Linked DNA regions of Mus musculus: region 1 is linked to region 2. A link is a contact called in public HiChIP or PLAC-seq data. All regions are on one chromosome and are shown on one strand. Each heading gives the region's core, a stretch centred on a gene start, on an enhancer-like site or on the middle of the called end of the contact. The rest is flanking DNA. Distances are from core to core; before and after follow the strand shown. Region 1 has its middle 26 kb from the start of Gm34403. Region 2 holds the start of Adnp (activity-dependent neuroprotective protein).

Evidence for each region. HiChIP or PLAC-seq counts read pairs in DNA pulled down with a chosen protein or histone mark.
Region 1: an HNF4G HiChIP or PLAC-seq map of pancreatic cancer cells shows a contact between it and region 2. The contact joins the enhancer-like site here to the promoter of Adnp in region 2. A contact is called at or near these places in 6 of 39 promoter capture datasets (the 3T3-L1 cell line, 3T3-L1-derived adipocytes, the C10 cell line and 2 more), 1 of 15 datasets of contacts at CTCF or cohesin (large pre-B cells), 1 of 484 Hi-C or Micro-C datasets (the G1E-ER4 cell line) and 2 of 115 datasets of contacts at active chromatin or transcription factors (microglia and pancreatic cancer cells).

What each region holds. Positions count from the first base shown.
Region 1 is chr2:170,155,797-170,162,130 of GRCm38.p6, forward strand. No RefSeq gene overlaps it. Among named protein-coding and RNA genes, the nearest start is that of Gm34403, 26 kb to the right of the region's middle. Within about 2 kb of position 2,670, at least 108 of the 459 cell types and tissues checked have an H3K27ac peak or open chromatin away from gene starts, as enhancers often do. A contact at or near this core is called in the G1E-ER4 cell line, microglia and pancreatic cancer cells, where this site is marked.
Region 2 is chr2:168,205,388-168,211,251 of GRCm38.p6, forward strand. It overlaps Adnp (activity-dependent neuroprotective protein), which reads right to left and starts at 1,725. Exons shown (of 4, transcript NM_009628.3): 1 at 1,187-1,725. Gm20716 (predicted gene 20716) reads right to left here. Exons shown (of 12, transcript NR_132310.1): 9 at 5,044-5,249. It overlaps Dpm1 (dolichol-phosphate (beta-D) mannosyltransferase 1), which reads right to left. Exons shown (of 9, transcript NM_010072.4): 9 at 3,661-5,249. The coding sequence ends at 5,145.

The DNA.
Region 1 (6,334 bases), core at 1,420-3,919, 2.0 Mb after region 2:
CTGATTTCTTGATCCTTTTCTCAGTTCTGAACTCAGGCTAGCTTAGTGACCAAAAGCCTGTCAACAAATGTTTGTGTCAGGAAGAAATGTGAGAGAGCTGGTTTTTTGCTTGAAACAGCTTCATCCTGACTCTTTTCTTAAACGAGGAGACTGTTTTTGGCTATATATATATAGCCAAATATATCTCCAAAATACACACACACATATAGTGGGTATATAAATAAAACAAATATATCAATATTTATAGATAAACACACACACACATATATATCCAAACACACACACGCATATATATATATATATATATATATATATATATATATATATATATATATCCAAAATACACACACACACATATAGTGGGTATATAAATTATATATTTGAGACAAGCTATCATGGAAGTCCAGGCTGCCAGCTATAATTTGCTTTGTAGCTGAGGCAGACTTTGAACTCCTAGCCTTCATGTCTTGAATTACAAGTTATTATCATTGAAGGAGTGGAGCCCAGTGTCTCATGTGCTGAGCAATCACCCTACCAATTCAGGTACTTCCCTAACATTATTTATTTATATATTTTGCTTTTTGAGACAGAGTACCTCTATGTAGTCCTGGCTGCCTAGAACTTGCTAGGTAGACTAGCAACTCACAGAGATCCTACTAGCCCTGCCTCTGGTGAGCTGGAATTAGAGATGTGTACCAACACACCCAGCCGTTAATATGCATTCTTTTTATTTTTAAGATTTATTTATTTTATGTATGTAAGTACATTGTAACCATACAGATGCTTGTGAGCTTTCATGTGGTTGTTGGAATTGAACTTTAGGTACCTCTGCTCGCTCCGGTTAATTCTGCTCACTCCGGCCCAAAGATTTATTTATTATTATACATAAGTACACTGTAGCTGACTTCAGACACACCTGAAGAGGGTATCAGATCTCATTACGGGTGGTTGTGAGCCACCATGTGGTTGCTGGGATTTGAACTCAGGACCTTTGGAAAAGCAGTCAGTGCTCTTAACAGCTGAGCCATCTTGCCACCCTCTTAATATGTATTCTTTAAAAGATTATTTTTATTTTATCTGTGTGGGTATTTTGCCTTCATGTACCATGTACACTCTTAGTGCCTGGGGAGGAGGCCAAGGAAAATCAGAACCCTGGAAATGGAATTATAGTTGTAAGCAGAGCCAAACCCAGGTGTCAGGTCTCATTTATTCTTGAAACATAGTTTTAGGCTAGATAGGGTGGCATGGCCCCTGATCCCAGCAGTGGGGGGCAGAGGCAAGTTCCAGGCCAGCCAGGACTATATAGTGAGGTCTTGTATAAAACAAAACAAGCAGGGCGGTGGTTGCGCACGCCTTTAATCCCAGCACTCAGGAGGCAGAGGCAGGTGGATTTCTGAGTTCCAGGCCAGCCTGGTCTACAGAGTGAGTTCCAGGACAGCCAGGGCTATACAGAGAAACCGTCTCAAAACAAACAAACAAACAAACAAAAAAACCAAACAAACAAACAAAAAAACCTTATAAAATTTTATAAAGGTTTAAAATGTATAAAATTATAAATTTTGAGGTGAAATCGGTGATTTGGGGTTAAAACGTCAGTAAAGATGAGCAGCGGAAGCTTCTGACAGTTGGGAGCTCCCGACCTTTCACCTTTACCTAGGACTGTAGAGTCCCTCCCTCAAATGGCGCCTTCTGTTTGCATTGCGGTGTTAAGAGGATTTCACAGGTGACTTCAAGGCACAGAAGAAAGGAAGAAAGAAAGGAGACTGTCCCGTTTGCAAGGTTGAGAGTCAGTGGCTCAGCCAAGGGGGAAACAAATAGGTCCCTATAGGATTCTAGGACTGGGTTCAATTCCTCACCCCCAGCCATCCCCCCCCCCCCCCGAATTTACACATTCTTATCTTGAACGGGAGAAATGGGGAGTTTGTGTGGCCTGCTTTCCAAAGAACCTGCGTTTGTAACTTCTAGAATCCACAAAGAGGTTTCTGCCAGTTTCCTCCCTCTGCCTCAGGCTTCCTGGTCTCCTGTCTCTCCTCTCTCTCTCTCTCTCTCTCTCTCTCTCTCTCTCTCTCTCTCTCTCTCTCTCTCTCTCTCTCCCTTTCTCTCTTTCTCTTACAACACACAGATTACCTGTAAGAGAAGGAAGTGGTCTAAAGTATGGGTTTTCTCTGAAATGGCTTCCTCTTTCTTTTTTTTTTCCTCCCAGAGTGCATTCTGGTATCATCTTATCCCAGCCCCTCCCCCCTCCCCACCCTCTGTCTATCCCACCCTCCTCCTCATCCACTAACATCTTATTAATTAATGATCCCCACTGAGTTTAACTTCCTTTGTGTGGCTGACTGAGTGTTTGATTTCACAATTTTAACACTGACGTAACAGTGGGGATGTTTTTCCCCCCTATCATTGAGAAAGAAAACTATAATTTTTCAAAAAAAAAAAAACAACTTATCATTTTTCTAGTAATTCACTCAGTGGGTGGTTATACTGGCACCATGGGAAATACATGGTGGAGTTTGATGACAAACTCAGGCTGTTTTTAGTGGGACAATCGGGAAGGGGAAGCCTTCTCAAGTGGGTCAATAAAACACCTGGGAGACGGACATTACTGTTGGAGAAGGAGGCAGAAGGCTGTGTGGGAGGAATTCTGCCGAATTACTCAGCTAAAAGTCCCTGTGCCCTGCCCTCCTGTTGGGCTGGGCTGCACTGGGCGGAGTCAGCCTTTTCCCCTGCCCTTGGCATTCTATCAGACTGTCTTCTGACCCAATTTCATCGCAAACCTTGTAAAAGAAACCCCTGTTCTCTGGTGTATGATGCTCCCCTCTGAGGTGACAGACCCCTCTCTCTGGTGCTGGTTTTCTTTGGGTCGCATTTGCAGAACACTAGGCATTTCAGGGGCAAGGAAGAGAATTGTCACCCACCACTGCATTAAGGAAGCAAATGTCTTAGATACACTCCTTCCCTCCTGGCAGCACCTTCGGAGAGTCACCTGTATTCTTTTCTTTAATTCAAACTGCAAACCCCCAGTGGGACAGAATCTATGGATGTCCTCACTGCTCATAGATGGGGAAAATCCGGGGATCAGAGATGACAATGCCCAGAATCACACAGCTAGGCTTGGCTGCATGGAGCTATTGACTCAATGATGTCCCTAGGCTGGGCTTGCCAAGGTTTGCCACACAAACCTTGTCTCAGAGACTCAATTGGTCTATATCTTTCTCCCCTGCAGCTCTTTTCCTTCCTGCATCCCACAGTCTCATAGGAAAGCTTAAGAAGTCAGGGAGAGTCCACTTTAAATAGACTGCACAGGGAACTAGAACCCACCAAGAGGGAACCTCTCTTTTTCTTTTTTTAATTTGATAATGTTGAGCCCATGTGCTGGTTGTATCACGTGTGCACAGTGTCTCTCTAGCAAGTTCAGGTCAGCCGGAAGAGAAGCTGTAGTTCCTATATTAAGAAATGGCACGGAGGGCCAGCAAGATGGCTGAGGCAATAGGGACTGGACGGTGATAGGACACTTGAGTTTCATCCCTAGAACCCACACAATGGAAGGCACTGACTCCCCAAGTAATGCCCTGTCCTACTACACACTTGAGCCACGGCACATGTGTTCACTCACATGCACAGTAAATAAGTTTTAAAGTGTAAAGTATATGTTTGTTTGAGACGGGGTCTCTCCATTGTCCTGGAGCACACACTATGTAGATCAGGCTGGCCTTGAACTCACAAAAGACCTTCATTCCTCTGCCTCCCAAGTGCCCGGATTAAAGGCATGTGCCACCGCACCTGGCTGAAAAAGGGGTATTTTTTTTTTTAAAGCAGCAATGAACAAACAAAATAGAGACAAAAAAAAAAAAAAAAAAGAAAGAAAGAAAGAAAGAAAGAACAAAATAAAAAATAAAAAAACCAACATCAACTCTAGCCTTAAGGTCTGGAGGAATATTTCTGTTAGTTGCAAATTCTTGACCACAAATAAGTTTTTCTTTGAAGTGAGGGGAGGCTAGGGGGCTGGAGAGGTGAGCTACATGGTGGCTCACACCACCTGTAACCCCAGTCCCAAGGGATGAAACACCCTTCTCAGACACCAGGCACCTGAAGCAGAGACACCCACCCATCCAGGCAAAATACAACTACAGAGAAATAAATAAGTAATTCTTAAATGTTTTGTGTGTGTGTGTATACACACCCATTCTAAATATATTAAAGTCTATGCACGTGCGCATGTAAGTATCTCTCCTACGCTTTCAATATAAGAGAAATGCTTTTCAGTGTTTAACTAGCCACAATATGGTGACTACGCTATTTGTTCAGAGGTAAGGCTGGAGGCCAACTAAGCTGCCTGCAGATTGACATCTCATTTCTCGTGGAGACTTTACAAGCCTCCAGTGTTTTCATTCTAAATCCACATAATTGTTCCTGGTGGATGCAGAGCAGGCAGAAGCCCAGCTTCATGCACACGGACTCGATAGTGTTCCGGAAACTTCTTATTCTGGACCAAATCCTCCTATCACTTCTCCTCTGGTGATTCATCCCTACCGCCTTCTGAAGAGGAAGTGAGCGGCACACACACACACACAGGCTTTCCTGTTCTTTTAAATCTTTTGTTTATTTTGTTTTTGTTGTTCTGGGGCTCTAAGGATAAATCCACGCAGCCTTGATTGTTATTAACGCTCTGCCGCTAAGCCACACCCCCAGCTTTCTTTGTCTGGAATTCCCTCACTCATTTCCCCACTAGGTCTCCGGGTGTAGCCTGGGTGGCTTAGAATTCACCGGGCTGGCCTCAGGCTCACATTCTGTCTCTGCCTCCTGAGTGCTATGATTAAGGCTATGCATGCTGCTACATACATTGTAAAAAGCGAAGCACCCACTCTGTGAAATAACGCTGTAAATGATAAATAATGTTTTCCTCAAATTAATTTATTTTATGTTACATGTGTGAGTGTTTTTCCTGCATACATGTGCACTATAGGCGTGCCCGGTGTCCCGGGCAGTCGGAAGAAAGCATTGGATTTCTTGGAACCGTAGTCGAAATTGGCTGAATCCTGAAAATGTAACTCAGGTCTTTCCAAGAGCAACAAGTACTCTCAATCACTGAGCTGCCTTGCCAGCCCTGCTGTATGATCATTTTGAATCAATCAATTAATTATTGGGAATGGGATCGCAAGTACCATGGGTTTCGGTCAGGGAGGGGTTGGGAAGGTCGGAGGTCCGCTTTGTGGTGTTGATTCTCTCTGTTCATCTTTATGTAATGTCCAGTGACTAACTCAGGTCTTTTAGCTTGAAGGGTCATCTCTCCTGTCCAGTACAGCTAAAAAGTTTTTGGTTGTTTTGTTTTTGTCTTTGTTTTGTTTTGTTTTGTTTTGTTTTGTTTTGTTTTGTTTTGTTTTGTTTGGCTAAGCATGGTGGTACACACTTTTAGTCCCAGAACTTTGGAGGCAGGCAGAGGCAGGCAGGTCTCTTGCGAGTTCCAGGCCAGCCTGGTCTACAAAGTAAGAAAAGGAAGAGGAAGAGGAGGAGGGAATAAGAGGAGGAGGAGTGGGAAGAGGGGGAAGAGGGACAGGAGGGGAGGAAGAGCAAAAGGAGGAGGAAGAGAGAAGAAATAAAAGCTTTTCTTTGAGAGTTAGAAGGATGCACACATACACATATAAATAAATAAATACATAAATATAATGGAGGACAAGGGTTAATCTTTTATATGTGTGTGATTGCTTTGCCTGCATGTATGTCTGTGCACATATGTGTCCCTGATGCCAGAGTAGGCCAGAGGAGGGAGTTGGAGTCCCTGGAACTGGAGTTAGAGATGGCTGTGAGCTACTACGTGGCTGCTGGGCACCAAACTCCAGTCCTCTAGGAGAGCAACCAGTGGTTTTAACTGCTGAGCTCACTCCATCCTCTTTTTCTTTTGTGAAAGTGAGCCTCGTGTAACTTAGATTGGCCTTGAATTAACTCACTAAGTAGCTGAGGCTAGTCTTGAACTCCTGAACCTGTGGACTCCCAAATACTGAAATGAGAGACATGACTTAAAATGTCTGACTTAACATTTTTAGTATCTTTCTATGAAGGAAAGAGCTCACACACACACACACACACACACACACACACACACACACAAATGTGTTCCTTTGAGCTGTTAACTTTTGTTAAATGGCCTTCCAGAAGTTTAAACAGAGGTCGGAGAGGCTGTGAATGTTGCTCACATTGTAGAATGCCTGCCTCGGATGTGTGTTTCAGGTCTAGGCCTGAATCCCAGCATTGGAAGGAGAGGCAAGGCTTCAATGGCGTTATTCTCTATACAAACAGCTGGAGGGCAGCCTGACTTACACTACACTTCGGAGAGGGT
Region 2 (5,864 bases), core at 475-2,974:
TCTTGCTGGACCCATTTTCCCATGGTCTGTAGAAGGCGCTGTTTAGCACATCCTGTTCTAGTTCTGGGGCCCTTCCCCCCTCTGCAGCCTTACCCAGTGCAGGGAATGCGCCCCCTACTGACTCCCACACTCAGTGCCTTTAACCGACTTGGCTGCAGTGCCTTTTGGGTGGGGGCTGGTATTTTCTCCATGACCATAAACCAGAAGCAACAATGCAGATTTATAAAGAAACTGCACAAAGCTATCCAAGAGACACCCCCCGACACACATCCCATTGTGAAGGTTCAAGATACAGGCACAAGAAGCATCAGGGATGGGAACTGGGCGTTTGGGGCTGGACAGCATTAAAATGGCTAACACAGGAAACAGTTTGGTTCTTTTTCCCTCCTAAGCCTTTGTCTGTGAAATGGGGTTATGACAAGAACTGTCCAGAGGACCTGGTGACTGGAAGAACACTGAGAAGACACTTGGGGTGTGTGGCAGGGAGTGAGACTAAAATGAGTATTAGACTTCTTGGAGAGAAGAAGAGAAGCAATCGCGCCTTTTCTAGCAGACAGGCATCCAGGTTGGGGGTAGGGTGGGGAAGGGAGGAGAAGGACAGGCAGCTCAGAGGAAAGAAGAGGCGAATAAGAGGGTGCTCAAAGAACTACTCCCCATTCATTGCATTCGAAAAAAATTCTTTCCGCGGCTTTCTGGATTTCCATTTTCTGACTGCAAAGTTGATCAGAAAGCTCTAAAGAGGGAGTGCTGACCAGGTAGCCCAGATTGAAAGCAGGGCCGGTGAGGGGCTGTGGTGGTTAGGATGGGAGGGAAACTGGCATGTTGTTGGGGAGGCAAAGACTTTCACCCTCTGCCATGCACGCTCCCCGCCCCCCAGGCCTTTCCCCCCTTTCCAAGCCTAGGGTGGGCAGACCTGGCAGAAGGCTGGTTCCGGGGACTGGGGGAGGGCGGGAGGGGATTAGTTCTGAGGACGAGAGAGCGAGCGGGGTTCGGCTGGGGGCGGGGTGGGTGCGGGAAGATGCCACTAGCCGCAAAAGCCCATGGTGGCCGGCCGGCAGCCCCGCGGGGCGGAGAAGGGGATCGGGCTGCAGGAGGGCTGCGGCCGACTGGGGTTCGAGGCGGTGTGTGCACGCCGAGCACAATGACCGCGCCCGGGATCGGCGGCGGGCAGGGCCGCGGGGCTTACCTTGGCTCGGCCTCGAGGCGTGCGCGGGGCCGGCGTGCTCTAGAGCACGGCGGCGGGTGGACGGCGGCACGGCGATGGCGGCGAGGACGCGCCCGGGGCCTCGTCGCGCTCGGGCTCCGGCTCGAGCCGCGGCCGCGGCTGCTGCCGGGGGGCGCGGCGGGCGCAGCAGAGCGGCGGGCGGCGGCGCGGGCAGTGCAGACAAAGGAGGGGCGGAGGGCGGCGGAGGGCGTGGGGCCGCGGCTTCACCGTCGCGGGCGGGCAGGCGGGCGGCGACGGCCGCGCGGCTCCTCGGCGGCGGAGACCGAGAGAGGGAGCTGTGGCTGAGGCGACGCCAAATCCCCCCCGAGCGAGCGCGGCTGGAGGGGGAGGGGGCCAAGATGGCGGCGGGCGGGCGCTCAGCTCATGGGTCCCGGCGGCGGCGGGTAGACCGGACGGGTGGCGGCGGCGGCGGCGGGCGGGGGAGGGGGCTGGTCCCGCGTCTCCCCTCAGCAGACAATACAAGCGCCTCAGAGCAAGTCCCCGAACCTGCCCTAGCCAAAATGGCGGCCGAGAAAGAGCGGAAGTGACGTAAGCGACTCATTAGCATAAGAGGACTCATTGTCCAGCTGGGGGGGGGCGGGGGCCATGGACCCCCTACTCGGCGACCCCCCCCCAAGGGAGAGCTCTTCGGTCCTCGGCTGCGGCGACACCCACTTTCCTTATGGCAGGGTGGCCCCAGCCCCCCCCAGCCTCTCCTGGGTGAGATTATATAATCCCCACTGAGGGGAGCTCTCGCGAGAACGTGGAGGCTTTGCCATTGCCCCACTAGGAGGCGCCGTGGATAATGGCCGCACTGCGCTCCTGGGTGCCTTCCTCTGACCGCAGCGCCGCCGGCGGAGGCAGAAGTAGCGGGCCGCAGCACGCCTCGACAGTCAGTCAGGTGGCTGCACTGGGGATCCCTGCGCGGGCCCATCTGGGCCTGAACTACATCTGGCAGGAGGGCGCCTGGGGCTGCCCAAGGCCCACGTGCTCAGAGTCAGCTCTCCCAAGCTGGAGGCAAAGCCAAGGGTTGAGCCTGCTGCCTCCTGCCTTTAATGAGGTGTGATGCCCTCGTGTTCCTCCCATTTTTTGAGATGACACAGCTCTGAGGCCATGTCAGCTCTTCTAGTGAACTGGTATGGGATAGACAGGGACTCAGCTTTTCACTTCTGCTGTTCCTTGGACTCAAGTCATTCCTTCAAGTCATCAGATGGCCACTTACCATTGACTCAAGGAAAAAAAAAGTGGGATTTGTAGAGTTGAGGCCATTGGATTGTCAATGGCTAAGGATGAAAACGGTCTGGCACTCACCCACAATTCTGGTATGTGACAGCACCTGCACTGTTGGCTTTGTAACTTTGGATCATCCCCAACCAACATACCATGTCAACATCAACAGCCTCGGTCCACTTTAAAGGAACAGTAGTTACCCTACCGTAGATAAGGATGGCTAAAAGCTCTACAAAGTAGCAAGTGCAGTTGTGAAGGATTGGCCACCCCTCCCCCAACATGAGGTCTCTACAAAGTTGCAAATTTTGAAAGAATCAGACTATATATACAGACAGCTCAGTGTCTAAGGGTTTGGTTGGGAAGTTGAACAAACTTCCACCTAACATTTATTTTTTGCAATTATTAGAACATATATTTAAACCCCTAATCAATAGCTCAACAATGTAAAACAAGGAATAGAAACTATTTAAAAGGAGGTGGGGCTGAGGCTAAGGCCTTTCATCAAGGAGTAGAGATGGGGAAGCACACAATGCAGAAGACAGGCAGGCTGTGTGAATTCATCTCTACTGTTCTCCTCAGACACTGGGTTTCATGCAGTGATAGCACAGGTATGAAGAACATCTGCATTGCAGCAGTGCTTCACTTTGTAGCATAAAAGGTGCTGGATTCTGACGGAGAACTTAAAAAACTGTGCATGCTTATGTCACCAGATTTAGCACAAAAATACAGCATAAAAATTGGGCAACCTTGAGCCGGGCGCAGTGGTGCATGCCTTTAATCCCAGCACTCGGGAGGCAAAGGCAGAGGCAGAGGCAGGAGGATTTCTGAGTTCGAGGCCACGAGGCCAGCCTGGTCTACAAAGTGAGTTCCAGGACAGCCAGGGCTATACAGAGAAACCCTGTCTTGAAAAACAAAAAACAAACAAACAAAAAAAATTGGGCAACCTTCTTCTCTAAATGGCTTCTGAATGCTGGTGTTTACTGCTCAAACACACCCTGTGCGATGGCAGTAGTGACAGAGTAATTCTACACAGGCTAAGTACTGAAAAATGAAAAAGACCAAAGTTCTCTGCCCCAGTGAGGTGTGAGGCAGCAATGCTGTATCTACAGTGACTCCTGCTGAGGTCGCTGCTTAACTTCTGTTCTGTGTACTTGATACTGAAAACCTAATGCCTTGTTTCAAGATAGATTTCTCAGCACTCAAAAAACAATTCGATAACATTATAGTCCTATGACTTTGGCTTAAAACAAAATTTAATTGAACACTAATAAATATTCTAGTTATTAAGGATGAAACAAGTCACTTCCCCATGGATGTGCGACAAGTTTTGGCAAAGGGGAACACAACAACAGTAGTTCTTATTGGAATATGCACTGTGGGCCCAGCTATGTGACTACATGGCAAGGCTTTCATGCTCAAAACAAAGTGAAGGTGTAGCTCACGTTTGTTCTTGTTACAATCAGCTAGAAAAAGGAAGTGAACATTTAAGACTTTCAATTTCTTTAGCAGCCCAAGTAAGGTGGGAAACAAGTATACAGGTTGGGGTGTATGATGATGCACACCACAGTCCTCACACTTGAGAGATGAAGGAAACAGGACCAGTAATTCAAGACTAGCTTTGACTACAGAGTAAGCTGGAAGTCAGCTTGGGCTATGACACTGTTCACTAAATGTGATTATGCAGTAACTTAAGAGACAGATGTCTGTTCTTTTTTTCTTGCAAAGGACATGCAACTAGATCTCATGTATTCACTCAAAACCTAAAACATGCTCTTTGGAGACAGAGGCAGATGGATCTCTGAGTTTGGTCTACAAAGCCAGTTCTAGGACAGCCAGGGCTATTACACAGAGAGACCCTGAAACATACTACATGATCTGAAAGCTATGCTACAGACAGAAGTTCACTGACTGATAAGTGAAGTATCTTCCCTGACAGTATGGAGCAACTTATCCTTCATTTTAACAATAGAACATTTTTCTGGATGAAGAAAAATAGTACAGGTATTTTTCTGTTGTGGTATCAAGTTTTGTTGAGGTATTGAAATAATGTACAAATATTTTGAGATAAAAAGAGATAAAATACTTCTCTTTCCAATAGGAGTTGTTGCTCAAGAAGACAAAGCCAAGAGCACAGCTAATGTGACCCACTGCTTAACTGCTTCCCAGCCCACACTGTACTCTGCACAGGTCTGCTCTGACGGACCAGGCTATGCTCAGTCTGCATGCAGGGAGCACATGCAGGGAGCACTGCTTCATCTAGGTTCAGACATCTGCCATGGACTTCAGGTCAGAGGTTTTACTTCTTTTCTAGTTCATACACTAACTGTATTTCGTAAATGCAATTAAGCTTCCCTTTCTACCATCTAGGGATAAAGAACTAACAATCTAGTTTTATGAAGTATTCCACATTTTTTTCATAAGAAACTTGCACTCACATTATCTAAATGAAAGCAGCAACATTTTATGCAAAACCTATATACATTTATTTATAGGTGTAATGTACATGAAAATTGAGAACATTGCTCACTAAACCAAGAACTTTAAATTTTAATTTGAAATATAAAATGGAGCTTCTCCAGAGAAAAAGATCCACATTAAATGCATCTTACCTTTGGCTCATGTGTTAAGACAACATTGATAAAAATCAGTGACCCGGGCTTCTCTACTTTTAATTGAAATGAACACGGGAAGCATAAGTGAATCATTTCTTTTATGTGGTAGCAAAGAGAGTCAATAACCCTTTCAGGAACGAGACTATTTCATTTCCTCCCAACTTGGATTCACCATAAACTCGATCCACAAATGAAATTGGAACCTGGTTTAGAAAACACAGAATACATTAAAGTCAGTCTTCAACCAACAGCAGCAGCGAGCTCAGGCTATGGCATTCAACACAGAGCAAAGCCTCAACCTGCAGCACCAGGACTCTGCACTGACAATCTCGGTTCTTAGGGTCACTGTCCTCGACACACTCATTACCTACAGTCAGTCATCTGGATGAAACCTGCAGCTGTCTGAGAAGCACTGACCTCAACACTATGCTAGTGCACTCAATTTCAGGGCCTAGTTCCAGTACGATGGTTTTTCAGTTTTTTTTCTCTCTTTCAATTGTTACGTTTAATGTCGCAGAGGAGTTAAATTATAACCCTTCTAATGTTCACAAGACAAGAGGCATTCTGGGAGGGTAGTATTTGGTATTAGATGTGGGGTCATCTCTAATAACTCACCATCCAGACCGAGAGACAAACCCTGCCTCCAGCCTGTATTTTGTAATCCTTGAACATTTACTAAGAAAAGCAGCCAAGTACTAGTCAGAAGCAAGAAGTCTGACGTGCCAGCAAGGTCATTATTTAGAAGGAAGCACTCCTCAGTGGAAATCATAGCAGGTCAAATACACCGATCTAAATGGTCACCTTTTAGGGTGTAACCG